2 separate regions of the Zea mays genome follow, and region 1 is linked to region 2. A link is a contact called in public Hi-C data. All regions are on one chromosome and are shown on one strand. Each heading gives the region's core, a stretch centred on a gene start, on an enhancer-like site or on the middle of the called end of the contact. The rest is flanking DNA. Distances are from core to core; before and after follow the strand shown. Region 1 holds the start of LOC103644172 (pentatricopeptide repeat-containing protein). Region 2 holds the start of LOC103644171 (folate-biopterin transporter 1, chloroplastic).

Region 1 (6,683 bases), core at 1,771-4,270, 140 kb before region 2:
AAAAGTAACTTGTCACTATGTATTACTGTTTTAAGTTTTAAACACCCCAATCTGTTAGTAGAGGCCTAGCTGGTGGGTTTTGTTTTGTGGTGTTGGTTTAGTTCCATATTGGGTTCAGAATAGCCACAAATATAATAGCAGAAATTCAGGCAAGAAACCAAAGTCAATTTAATTCATCAAGTCATCACACAGACTATTACTGATGGCAAAGATTGTGTTTTTTTTCCTTAGAAATGGCACGATAATGTCTGAAAAGTACAGGACGTTATCCAGAGCAATTTGCCGTTTTCATCTTTGCTGAAGGTCTTTCAAGTATGTACAACTCCCTTATCTTTTCTGCTACAGGTTTTTCTACTTTTCTAGATTCTGCTACCAGTATTCATTACTGACAGTATTTCATGAAAACTTTACCTGGAAACACTGTCAGCACTGGTATATCCTTTCCCTACAACAGTAAACCAAAACATGTCACAGACCTCAATCTAGTCCTTCCAACAATATGTTGGCCACATTATCACCATCCACTGTCTGGTAGGCTTCAACAAGTTCTCTAGCCTCCACCAGATCAGAGCTGCCGACCAAGACACGATGTGTCCTTGAATCAGGCACCCACCCCTTTTCCAGCATTTGGTCTAGAAACTTGCATGCCTCACTCTTGAAGCCTTCTTTAATAAGTCCGTAAATAATAATGTTATACATTCTAGGGCTCACTGTTCCACTTGCATCTACCACTTTCAGTAAACTTTGTGCAACCATATTAAGAAAAGAAAACAAGGCCATATCATTGACTAATAATTCAAACGTCTCTTGGTCAGGAAAAAAGGAATGGTTAACCATTCTGTTGAACAAGATAGCAGCCTCAATAATTGTTTCCTTGGTGAGGAAAGAGCGCAACAGAATATTGTATGCATACCCATCCAATGGACAACCTTCCATCAACATTTGTGCAAAGAGAGCCAATACATGTTTCCCCTCCTTCAAATGGAACAGTGCTTGGATAATTATGTCATAAGTGGAGAATGTACAAAAAGTGCCTGTGCAAACAGAAACAGCCAACGTGCGCAATTTGACTGCTTCTTGAATCTTTCCAGACAAGCAACTCCCTTGAATTAGCATATCAAGTGACTTGTTTGTCAGACTGCAACCTCTATTATAGTGATATTTAAAAACTTCGATAGCTTCTTTGATCCTCTTTGAGTGACACAAAACCTCTACAAGCTGTGAGAAAGATTCCGAATTCAAAGACATGTTGCTAATACTTACCCTTCTGAACATACTCAAGGCATCTATGTAAGATCCTAATCGACAGTAACAAGATATAACAGCAGAATAGGTAGTCTTATCTGGTGCAAATGAAGAAACAACCATTCTACCAATGAGCTCAAATGCTCTTCTGATGTTTCCTTCATTGCAGAACTGAGTTATAACAATGTTCCATGACTCACAATCAACAAAACCTCTGCTGTGCAATTTCTCAAGATAGTTTACTGAATCCTGCAGCCTGTCATTTCTACACAACCATGTCAGGAGCACATTATATGGTTCTAATTCAGTGACACCATTTTCCTCTAGAAAGATCATAGCGTTGTGGAACTTGGATTTTGTACAGTAGCAATTTATCATGTCCACATATGTAATTGCCATTGGAGCATGACCTGATGCTACCATCTCTTTGAACACTATGGTAGCGTCATCCAGTAGTTCATTCTCACATAAACATCTAACCAAGGCACTGTACAACTGCAGACTCAACTGAATGTTGCCTTCTTTCATTATTCGATGCAACGTAATCACCTCCTTAACTTTACTGAACTTGCAAAACAGGGGCATCACTTGAGCATGGAAGCTGCTATCAGGGGAGCATCTAAGTTGCAGCATCTTATCAAAGAGCTTGACCGCTTCATCTGCTCTGCTGTGGAAACAAAGTGCTGTGATCAGTATCTCAAACGTATGACTATTAGGAGTACACCTCTTCTTGTTCATCCTGTCAAACTGAATCAGTGCCAGATCTAAACGACCAGACTCACACAAAGCCTGGATCAGAAAATTCAATGCCTCCACATCAGGGAGGACTCCCGCCTTGATAATCTCCGTGTACGCAAGCATGAACAACCGCAAACCCCTTCCTTGCCTGACCATACCATGCAGCACTCCGTTGCAAGCTGAGACTGACAACTTAAGCTTCGCAGATCTAGCATGCTGTATTACCAGCAAAGCTTCATCACATCGGTTCTTACTGCTCAGGGACTCAACTAATTTATTAAGGGCCTGCTCCAGCGCAGGAACCCTCAGCCTGACCATCTCACTGAGGAGGCTGTCCATCTCATCACGATTTTCCACAACAGTAAGCCTGGAGATCATACAGCTGTAGGTATCAACCGTCTGGATGTTATACCTCTGATGCGAAGCCCATCTGAAGATCCTAAGTGCCAAGCTCGAATCGGACGTGGAATCGAGAATCCGGGCTAGACTCTCTGGCCGGAGACTGTCCTTGAGTGACCGGATCGCAGAATCAAACTCGGAAGAACTTGCTCTCTCGGCAGAAGCCCGCGCGGAGGGCGAATCTGGGCACGAACAGTACATGAGTCTGCCTGATAGCAGGTGCCATCTCGCAAAGCGTATGCGATACGCAACCTTCAGCGCCATTGAGGCAGCTATATGGACACTGACAGCGCCATGCCAAGCTCCGAATGTGTAGGTCGTCAGTTTGTACTGAATTTTAGAATCTCTGTCCTCCTGCGAGGCTGCGAGTGTGCATTCCCCTTGTTACTGATATGAAAATGAGGAGCAAATTAAACGAGAAACCGACCCGGTCTCTGGGGAGAGTTCCTTACCCAGGAGGCGAGGAGGAGGGGCAGCACCGAGTAGCGCTCCGGCTGAAGCAGAGAGCCGCCGCTAGCCTCACCTAGCCAGCGCCGCCGGCAGCGGTGGGAGTCGAAGTCGGAACTCGGAAGGGGACCAGACGGGAAGCGAAAGAAAGGACGTCCATTCCGACTTCGAGGCCCAGCCCAGGAAACAGCAAGGCCATGACGATTGACGAGCCCAGCATAAATTTTGAATTATTTCTATTATTATATATATATTTTTTACAAAAAATACTTGTAGTCCAATTTACTGCAGTACTTCTGGTGTGGCACTGCATCAGTGAAATCGACATCAAAACCACCAAAATACAAAAAGTGAACAGTTTTCAAAGTTAAAAGTAATTGAAAAGCCTAGTTTTATAAATCTCTACTATTTTAAAACATCGGGTTTGTGTGTCATGCATCACGTGTAAAGCGATAAGTCTGTTCCTCTCGATCGCTTCTCGTCTATCAATGGGTCGTTACACTAAAGATGAGCCCTTGTTTGACATGGCATAGGAATTTCATTTCTAGATGTTGCTAGTGAGCTTCATAACAAGTGGCAAGGGAATAGACGACCTTCTCTCCCAAAGGAAGATGTCAATGCAACCAGATGAGATTAATTGGAGACGACCTTTAGAGCTAGTTTGAGAGCCAGAAAACCGGAGGGGATTGGAGGGCTAGAATCCTCTTCTTATTCAAAATTTTGAATAAGAAGAGGATTCTAGCCCCTCCAATCCTATCCGGTTTTCTGACTCCTAAACTAGCCCTTACAGTCAAGAAAGCACAAGGGTTGTTAAATCTCCTAGTTACCTTTTTCTGTGATCCTATCTAATTTTGTTCGAACATTTGCATGCTCAATGCTGCTGGTCGGTCCATAGAGCCTAGCGTGAATTCAGACACACTATCATTTCCTATATATTCTTCGAGTCGTCATGGTATCGTGCTGGTTTGCTAAAAACAAGTACACTTATTTATACAGCCTTTATTAGGAGAGCTCAAGGCTGCTGTTTTTTCAGACGGGTTGTGAAAATAGTAATAAGTCTGAATCATTTTATGCCATTTGATTCCATTGAAATCTACTCCCTCCGATCATTTTTATTTGTTGTGTTTTAGTTTAAAAATAAATTAACACGCGACAAATATTCGAGAATGGATATATATCATCAGCCGTATGCGGCCGGCCCAAGTTTGTTACTATTAGCAATGACGCGTGAGCGAGAAATAAACAAAACATGGTACGTAGTGCGATACCGCGTCGCATCTGAGCCAGCTGACACGGTACGCGTACGCGCGCGTGAACGAACAAGGGTAACAGGTTAACTGATCGAATCTCCCTTGCTTCGTGCAGCCGGCGACCATGCACGCAAACACGGCAGTAGGTGAGCGTAGCGTAGGCACACGTCACGCGAATCTCTCTCCATGACTATGGCCGCCATGATAGAAATGGTCGCCTCCAGTCCAGACTCTTGGTTGCCTTTGGCTCTCGGGCGTCGGCTACTGGTAACGACGCCGACCGAGAATATTTCATCGAGATCACACGTCGTCTCTGCGCAAGTGGCTTTCGTTAGTCTTCGCGGTGAGCCGGTGACGCAAGGGCAGAGCAGACGTCGTGTGTGTTATATACTGTGCTACACTAGACTCGGTTAATATGTTTGCTGCACGTCGGACACACCGTTTGTCGGTACCTAGAACGGGTTACTAGAGAAGACAAAAAAAAACTCCTGAGAGCTGATTTGGTGACCCGGGATCCCGGGAGGATTAGAGAGAATTAAGGGCTTGTTCGGTTCTACCCCAATCCATATGGATTGAGGGGGATTAAGGGGGTTTCAATCCCTAGTAAGTTAAAATCCCTTCTAATCCGTATCAATCCCCTTCAATCCATATGGATTGAAAATAACCGAACAAGCCCTAACGGGGAAATTAGTTCATTTCTCCTTCAATCCCCTCCAATCTTTCCGGGATCCCTTTGTCACCAAATCAATCCTAAAGACGACCCACTAATCGGCCACCTCACATGCCAAGCAGCTCGACGTGAAGTCCCGCTAAGCCGACGAACACCTCCACGGGTACAAAGAAGTTCTACAGATTGTGAACCTATTTTTATTAGCGTTTCTTAGAACCGTCGGTGCTAAGGGTTAATAGAAATCATCATTTTTATATGTGGGTAACTGAGGATCGCCAGTGAAAATCGATTTCCACTAGCGGTTAAGTTAAGAAAACCGCCGGTGAAAATCAGTTTCCATTGGCCGTCGACGTAATAAAACCGCTAGTGAAAAATATTTTCAGAAACATTAAACGGATTTTAAAAACTGCAAAAAAAATATTTCAGGAGAGGACCAACCCGTCTCGAGTCACAAGTCGCGGCATTTTTTGCGTAAATTTCGCGCGCTATGGAGTTGTTAGGAATCGAATCACCGACCTCACCCTCGTGCGTACCCTCCGCTACAACTTCGTCTATGACATGTTTTTTGTCTAGTTTGTAATTTTTTTATCTGCATATTACAACCAACTGAGTGTAAATTGCTTTTTTGAGACCGTAAACGAATTCAAATAAAAAAGTTGTCAACTACACAGTTGAATAACTTCTGAAGTTATACAACTTTTATTTTGATACTTATTTCATTCGAGGTAGTTTGCAAAATTTGAATTTTAAATTTGACATACTTAGATTCAATTTTTGAGAACCGAAACGAGTTCAAATAATAAAGTTGTCAACTACAAAGTTTCATAACTTTTATAGATCTTCAACTTTTATTTTGGTGGTTTCATTATACGAGGTCGTTTGAAAAACTCAAAAAATTAAGGATAAAAGTGATTTCTAGTGGCAGTTCCTTAAGAAAACCGCCACTAGAAATCATGGATTTGTAAAGGCGTTTTCTTAAAGAACCGCCTGTAGAAATACGATTTATAGTGACGGTTTTCTTATGGAACCGCCACTAAAAATAGCACAGACGGTTGATAACCGAATCCGCCTGTAAAAATATATTGCCCAATAGGCTTTGAGTCTCTTTCTACTAGTGGCCTACCGAACAAATACTGCCGAGCGACCTTGTGAGGCGGGGCTGCCGACCAATCTATCCATCGAACAACCCAGCGAGGCGGAGTTGCCGACCAACCTGTCCGTCGAGCAACCCAGCGAGGCGGAGCTGCCGATCAACCCGTCCGCCGAGCAACCCAGTGACGCGGGCTGCCGACCAACCTGTCCGTCAAGCAATCTAGCGAGGCAGGGTTGTCGATCGACCTGCTCACCGAGCAACCTAGCGGAGCAGGGCTGCTGACCAAACTGTCCGCCAAGCAACTCAGCGAGATGACAACCGGCTCTCAGGCAAACACCTCTATTGAAACGAAGAGTCATCCTAGTACTATTGAACCACGTCGCACGATGGGACATCACCGAGCCATGTTCAGACCGTGGAAGCGGTATCGAAAGGGTCTCTATCAAGCACAACATAGATACGTATCCCCGCTGACTAGTGGGACCGGACAACCCTAGTCACCCATACGCCGGAAGAAACGGGCCAATACGTCGTACCAGACATATGTCTACGCATGATAAAAGATGACACTGAGGGAATGACGGAAAATAAAGTTATACTGAAGACATCCCTAAACCTCACCTCGAGCTGACTCTGCTGGACCCACCAAGCACCGCTACGTCTATATCGAAACAACTAAAGGAACCCATTGATGAACGAACGAGATGTGACGCCATACTAGGGGTACGGCGGCGCACGACCCAGCAGACGACACCCCAGTAGGATACAAGTTTTCATTGTAACGTCTACCCTTGAATTATAAAAGGGCATGACAACCCCTATCCAAAGACATCCCAGAGCT
Region 2 (6,690 bases), core at 830-3,329:
CCGTTAAAAAAATAATCAAACACTTATTATTGGTCATCCACCGCTTTCCAGTAAGAAAAAAACCCGATCCACGAACCACCACTCTATTTGACCTCACCTTAAAGACTTGACTGCTCCGTAAAAGTTATCGAGGTGAGAAATGTAGAGGATCAACATCATTTTCATAGAAGGGTACGTCAATGTATGTCATGTCATGCAGCAATCAGAAATAAAACACCGGACATTTTTCCTTCTTTTTTTAGTGCTGGGGATATCATGTGCACATCACTCTCAAAAAACATCTCCATATTCTAGAGGCCATGTCACATTTTTGGATGGATTGGCTTGACTGACTTGGCAGGCCTCTGAACTTTCCTGCTAGGTTCTTGCTCGTTTGCTAATCTCACACTGTGCCTCTTGTGATTCCATACAGCGAAGGCGGAGACTTGCTTGACGACGGAGACGGCATCTCGACATGTGTTTGCGCTATCCAATGAGTCAAGAAGGACCCCGCTCATTCTCGACCATGGTGTGTTCTTTCCCGTGGAGGGCCAGGGTGTCTTCTTGTTTATTATCCTCCATGAGATCCACCGGAATCACTTGCTGGGTGTAAACCAGTCTCATCAGCAGTACATGCCGCTACAGATGCTTCGTAGCCTAGCCGTAGATTTGTAGTATCAGTTTGTCAGATCTGTGTGCAGCTGGTTTTCAGAGTTGTGTTAGTGCAGGCAGGATGTTGCCTTTCTGTAAAGCTTTCATACTAGTAGGAGAAAATTAGCTTAGTTCAATCTCATCTCGAGATATAAATTGGAAACAAATCATCTTATTTGAAGAATGATAGTGACACACCGTGTGGTAATCTCCAGTGTGTTGATCTGGAACTGCAATGGACAGAACGGGCTCAAGCAAGTCCAGACCAAGGATCACCAAAACTGCTCCTTGGCGGTATCAGTTTACCGCCGGTTTATCCCCAAAACAATAAAAAATCGTCCGGTTTAGCAAATCAAATCCAAAATTTTAAAAAAACGGTAAACCAACAAAAAAATGCGCTAAACTGGTGAAAACCACCCGAGAAACTGCTAAATTTCACTAAGAAACCGGTTTCCGTGGGGTTTTTTCCCCAGATTTTTGACCCATTTGTATTCTAATTCAATTAAAACGGTTCACGGTAAACCAGTATTTTTTTGCTTTTTTGTTGTTTTTTACCGATTTTCATTGTTTATAACCCAAAATGCTAATTAATTTTAAAGTGAAAATAGAAATGAATATAATATATACCAGAAAATATTTATTCTTTTATCATATTTTTCTGTTTTCTTGCAAAATTTTCCATTTTTTAATTCTTTTTCAAAAAACAGTGGGAAACAGTTTTCGGAACCCACGGTTCCAGAAAACCAGGCGTCCGCCGAAAACCGTCAGGTTTTGTTTTCCCCACACTAGCAGTTGGATAAATAGATTGCCCTAGAGATGGCAATGGGGACCCGATCCCCGATTCCCCGCGGGGAATTCCTCTATTAGGGGATGGGGATGGGGAAGTTTCTTCCCCCACGGGGATGTAAATGGGGAAAAGTTCTCCCCCGACGGGTAAACGGGGACGGGGATGGGGAAGCATTCCCCATACCCGTTCCCCGCGGGGACCCGTTAAACTTACATGTGACAATGTTTTCATGTAATAGTTAATGATAAAAGTAAAGAATTACCTTGTCAAGAGATCACCTGTTGTACAAATACATTGATTTTAATGTGCACATAATGAATTTTACATCTAACAATGTGTATAAGTGACAATATTTTACATTGATAACAAATGAAGTACGATTTAATTATAATTTAAGCGGGGATGGGGATCCCCGATGGAGATTTATCCCCGCGGGGAACGGGGATGGAGAAGAAATGTCCCCCGCAAGCGTTCGTGGGGATCCCCGCGGGGAAATTTTTTTGTCGCGGGGACGGATTTGGGGAGCTAAAACCCGACGGGGAATTCCCCGTTGCCATCCCTAGATTGCCCTGATATGTATTGGCCGTAGAGCTATCAGGTTTCATACATTGCGCAAGCTGGGCCGCAATGTATGAAAAGCCGAACATATGGCCGAACATATGGCGGGCCTTTTTCTGAGGGAGAGACAGAGACGTTGGCGCGGCGCGGCGAGACTGCTGAGCCCGAGGAAACGGGAAGAGAGGAGAAAAGCAAAACGAAGCTCGGAACCACGAGACGACGGAGAGGATGGGCTTCAGCGTCCTGCTCTCACCGCCGCCCCTTCCGCTCCCGAGCGCCACCGCTGCGGCCGACTTGTACCTAATATTCGGCGGCCACGATCGCCGCCGCCGCCGCCCGCTGGAACACGGCTGCCGCTGCGGCCGCCCCCCGGAGACGGCGCTCGGCGGCAGCTCAGGCCGCCGCGGCTCGTACGATGACGACGGGACGGCTCCAGGCTCCCTCGGCCTCGACGGCAGCAGCACGTCCTCCTCGGTCCGTCGGACGGGTGAGCCGCGCTGGCTTATTAGCTATATCGTAATTGTAAAGCAATTCTGTGTGGTAACTGACTGGTAAGAGCAGCGGATACGAAATTTTTGGAGTGGGCGTTTTCATTGGGCTCCGAGAGAGGGAGAAACGTGCGGTAGTCTGAGAAATCAAGCACCACTGGCTGAATTTTCCACAGCTTCTGGAAACTTGATAGTTTGTCTAGGGAAGCTTCGAGACCTCTGGTTTTCGTTTGTGCAGTTGCAGGAATTTCTTATGGTCATCCAGAAAACATTCAGGAGACCCCTTTTTTCTAAGCCTGGACTACCAAGGTACGCACGCTCAAGCGCACTCACACACACCCTGACACGCACACCCTAAAAACATTCAGGAGACCTTCTCTACTTTGCCTGCATAGCTATAGCACCAAGCCACCAACCCCTTTCAGTCAGTTTTTTTCATAAACTTTTCCTAGATAGGATAGTTTGGACTTGTCACGTTCCTTGTGGATAGCACAATTCCTATAGCATGATGATAATCAAAGAATAGTGGCGCTTAACAAATAGGGTAGATTTTCCACCCCTGTTTCGCTCCTCTTTGTTTGTCCACTACGGACAAACCGAATTTCATTACTGGTAAGGAAACTACAGGAGTTCCTGGTACTTCCTGTGTTACTCCTTAAAGCAAGCTACCAGTACTGTTTGGATGTCAAGCTTATTGTACGTTGTGCTTCCATTTTCATCACATTATCTATTTTAGGGAGTGCAAAACCAAGATATCAAGTAACTTCGAAAGAAGAGGACACACAAAATGCAGACCGCGAGGGGTGGCAATATAGTACAGAAGGCCTTTCAAAGAGCATGTCCAAGTCAAGGTACATCAAAGTATTTGGGGTTGATTTGTCCCCTGATAATGTGGCTGTTGCTATTGTTTACTTCGTGCAAGGAGTTTTAGGCCTTTCGAGGCTTGCTGTCAGCTTCTACTTAAAAGATAATCTTCATCTTGAGCCAGCAGAGGTATGGTGGAAATCCTTGTTTCTTCATCCAAATACTAGTCCATTTCCGCTTTCAATCTCCAAGCATGTGTGCTTTTGTTTTGCTGGTGCATAAGCAGTATGAGTACATCAAGTGCATTCCCTTAGAACTCTTGTTCTGTGAAAAAAATGTCTAACATGTCTTAGTACAGAGATTAACTTGGTTTGTGTTTTCTAGACTGCAGTTATATCTGGGTTCTCAGCCTTGCCATGGTTGGTCAAGCCCCTCTACGGTTTTATCAGGTTTCACCAAAATACCGAATAACCTCCCTGCCATCCCTTTCTTTCTGTATATGATATATGCACTTAATTGCAATGATGTACTGTTTTTATTTCCGTATACAGTGATTCCATCCCTCTCTTTGGATATCGAAGAAGGTCGTACCTATTTCTATCAGGCATCCTTGGAGCACTTTCATGGAGTTTGATGGCCGCTGTTGTGGATGATAAATATAGTGCAGCACTCTCTATTATTCTTGGATCTCTTGCAGTTGCCATATCTGATGTTGTAAGTCAGAAAATGCTAGCTTAGAATGTTTCAGTTCAACTTTTGCATTGTACTTCTCTAACATTTTCTTTATGGACTCCAATGTTTGAACTTCTGGTTTGTTTTCATAATGTAACTGAAAAATAATCCAGGTGGTTGATTCTATGGTGGTTGAGAGAGCTCGAGGTGAATCACAGAGTACATCTGGATCTCTCCAGTCGCTATGTTGGGGATCCTCAGCCTTCGGAGGAGTCGTGAGTGCATACTTCAGTGGTTCTTTAGTGGATACTTATGGTGTAAGGTTGTGTTGCTAATAGACCTGGTAACAGCTGATGAAGCTTCTTGGTGTGTTTACAGTTCACTGATCATGTGTCCCATGAATGCAGATTTGTTTTTGGTGTTACAGCACTTCTGCCACTGATGACATCTGCTGTTGCAGTTCTTGTAAATGAAGAACGCTTACCTTTGGGGAAAAGTTCAGTCTCACTTTCAGTTTCAGGTTCAGAATTAATTGAGAGCTCTAAGCAACGTATCATGCAGATTTGGGATTCAGTAAAGCAACCCAGCATACTCCTACCCACCTTGTTCATATTCCTTTGGCAAGCAACACCGCAATCAGACTCTGCCATGTTTTTCTTCATGTATGTTCACAGACTCATTTTACCAGCTTAATTGCTCTGGACTGTTGTGTTAGATTTATTTCTGAAATCTGTAAAGTCTAATACCAGTCTTTGAGTATTCAAAACGTGACAGAAGAAAGTTTGAATTCTTGCTTAGAGCAAATAATTCTGAACCTGAAACTGCTGGTTCTGGATAAAAAAACTCAGCCGGGGAGGGAAAGACCGTCCTCCCGGTATTATATTAAGAAGAGACCGAAACATGGTTCTGACCGAGAAAATCCCCGAACCCTGGCCTCCCGTCACTAGCGGGCCATCACCGCCCACTTTGCAACGGCCCAGCCGGAGGGTGGCGCGCAGGACGTAACCCGGGAACGGGCAGGGCACAACGAGGGGATTTTTTTTCTATGTTAAAATTCTCGAATCTACTGGTTCTGGATAAGTTTGAATTCTTTGTGATAATTGCTGGTGCTGGAATGGATCTGCATCTGGCCCGTGCTGATCTTGGATATCCAAAATTTGAACAGAAATGGTTTCTTCCTATGTTAAAATTCTCGAATCTAGTGCTGGATTTGCATCTAGCCAGGGGCACACCCACAGGGGGTCCAGGTGGGCCACGGCACTCCCTAAGCCGGCCCACCAAGACCTGCTCCTGTTCTTCAGCCATGTGCTCTTCGCTCGTTGCCTAGTTGCAGAGCTCGCGCCGCCGCCGGCTGCCCTCGCCTTAGCGTCTGCTGCCTTGTGCCGCTGTTGCAGCGCTCGCCATCCACGCCCACGCAGGCCGCAGCTGCCACCGGCCACTCGCTCGGAGATTTGATCTGCTCCAACCAGCAACCACCACCCCTGGGGGAAAAGGCGTCAGCGGTGCGGTTGCTGGCGGCTGGCCAGCAACCAAACCACACCCTAAAATGGTGAGCGGGCCAGCGGCAAGATGGATTTATTTCTATCTTTTCTCCTTATGGCACAAGGATGATTGCTTCAATCGAATAAGTAAAAAAAACTTGGTTTTGTCATCCAATTTAGATCATCTTGTTTCCATTTGATCACATATGCTTCTTAAATTATGTGGATAGTTTGTATGAAATTATATATATTAGTTATAATTGTATATGAAAATTTTGTTGCGGCACACCCTATATAAAGATCCTAGATCCGCCACTGCATCTACCTTGTGTTGATCTTGGATAGCAGCAATTTGAACATAAATTATTTCCTTCCATGCTAAAATTCCCAACTTTAGTGCTGCGGTTCTAATCTGATTTACTGGTACCAGCATTGTAATCGATTAAATTCTATGTGGTGTGGGCAATATAGATAGAAGGGCAGGCCTGGTGCAGTGGTGATAGCTGTCTCACTGAGTCACCAGGTCGCGGGTTCAAAGCAACCTATTCACATTTGCGGGGGAAGGCTTATTTCAGTTTATCCCTTTCTTAGACCCAACTCATGGTCATGGGAGAGCCTTCGAAGCAGTCTCTTCGCATTTGGAGGGGAAGATTTGTCTCAGTATATCCTTTCCATGTGTGGGAGCCTCCGGCACTAGGTCTGCCCCTTTTTTATAGGCTATATAGACTGGTTTACTAGCAAATTCTGAAGTAATTAGATTTGTTGCATGCTTCTTGGTAATGTGAATGAAGTATCATATTCATCACATTCCCTCTGTAGCATTTTTTCTCTGTTATGAGTTAATATGCTATAGGCTCAAATTTCTGTTTGCTAATTAAGTACGCTGCTTCATATTGCATCTAGATAGAAGCTTAAATGCACCACTAATGTCTGTATGTACACTACAAATGTCTGTATTTACATCTCCTCGGAATGGCTGAATCTTCATATGCTACCTTCTGATGCATTTCAGAACAAATAAGCTCGGGTTTACTCCAGAATTTCTAGGACGCGTTACGCTTGTCACATCTGTTGCATCCTTACTGGGAATCGGAGTGTATAATTTGTTTCTGAAGGAAGTTCCATTGAGGAAAATCTTTCTTGTGACAACAGTCTTAGGTTCTGCTCTCGGAATGACACAGGTCCTCTTCTGTGCTTATAGTTCCCGTGTTGTTCCTGCAACCTATGTTGTCGAATCAAGTTTTTTTTTACTAGCATATTTCCTCAGGTT

What was found. A called contact is a pair of places that touch in the nucleus more often than the background predicts.
Region 1: a Hi-C map of endosperm shows a contact between it and region 2, with 2.3 times the contacts expected there. The contact joins the promoter of LOC103644172 here to the promoter of LOC103644171 in region 2. A contact is called at or near these places in 9 of 25 Hi-C or Micro-C datasets (bundle sheath, ear, endosperm and 4 more) and 2 of 3 datasets of contacts at active chromatin or transcription factors (leaf and seedling).

The regions. Positions count from the first base shown.
Region 1 is chr1:294,396,380-294,403,062 of Zm-B73-REFERENCE-NAM-5.0, reverse strand. LOC103644172 (pentatricopeptide repeat-containing protein) reads right to left here and starts at 3,020. Exons shown (of 2, transcript XM_008667366.4): 1 at 2,835-3,020; 2 at 201-2,744. The coding sequence starts at 2,646. The coding sequence ends at 478.
Region 2 is chr1:294,251,098-294,257,787 of Zm-B73-REFERENCE-NAM-5.0, reverse strand. It overlaps LOC103644171 (folate-biopterin transporter 1, chloroplastic), which reads left to right and starts at 2,079. Exons shown (of 10, transcript XR_561518.4): 1 at 2,079-2,462; 2 at 3,200-3,456; 3 at 3,652-3,716; 4 at 3,819-3,981; 5 at 4,113-4,261; 6 at 4,347-4,601; 7 at 6,433-6,601; 8 at 6,688-6,690. LOC100274966 reads left to right here. Exons shown (of 2, transcript NM_001149199.1): 2 at 413-811. The coding sequence ends at 476.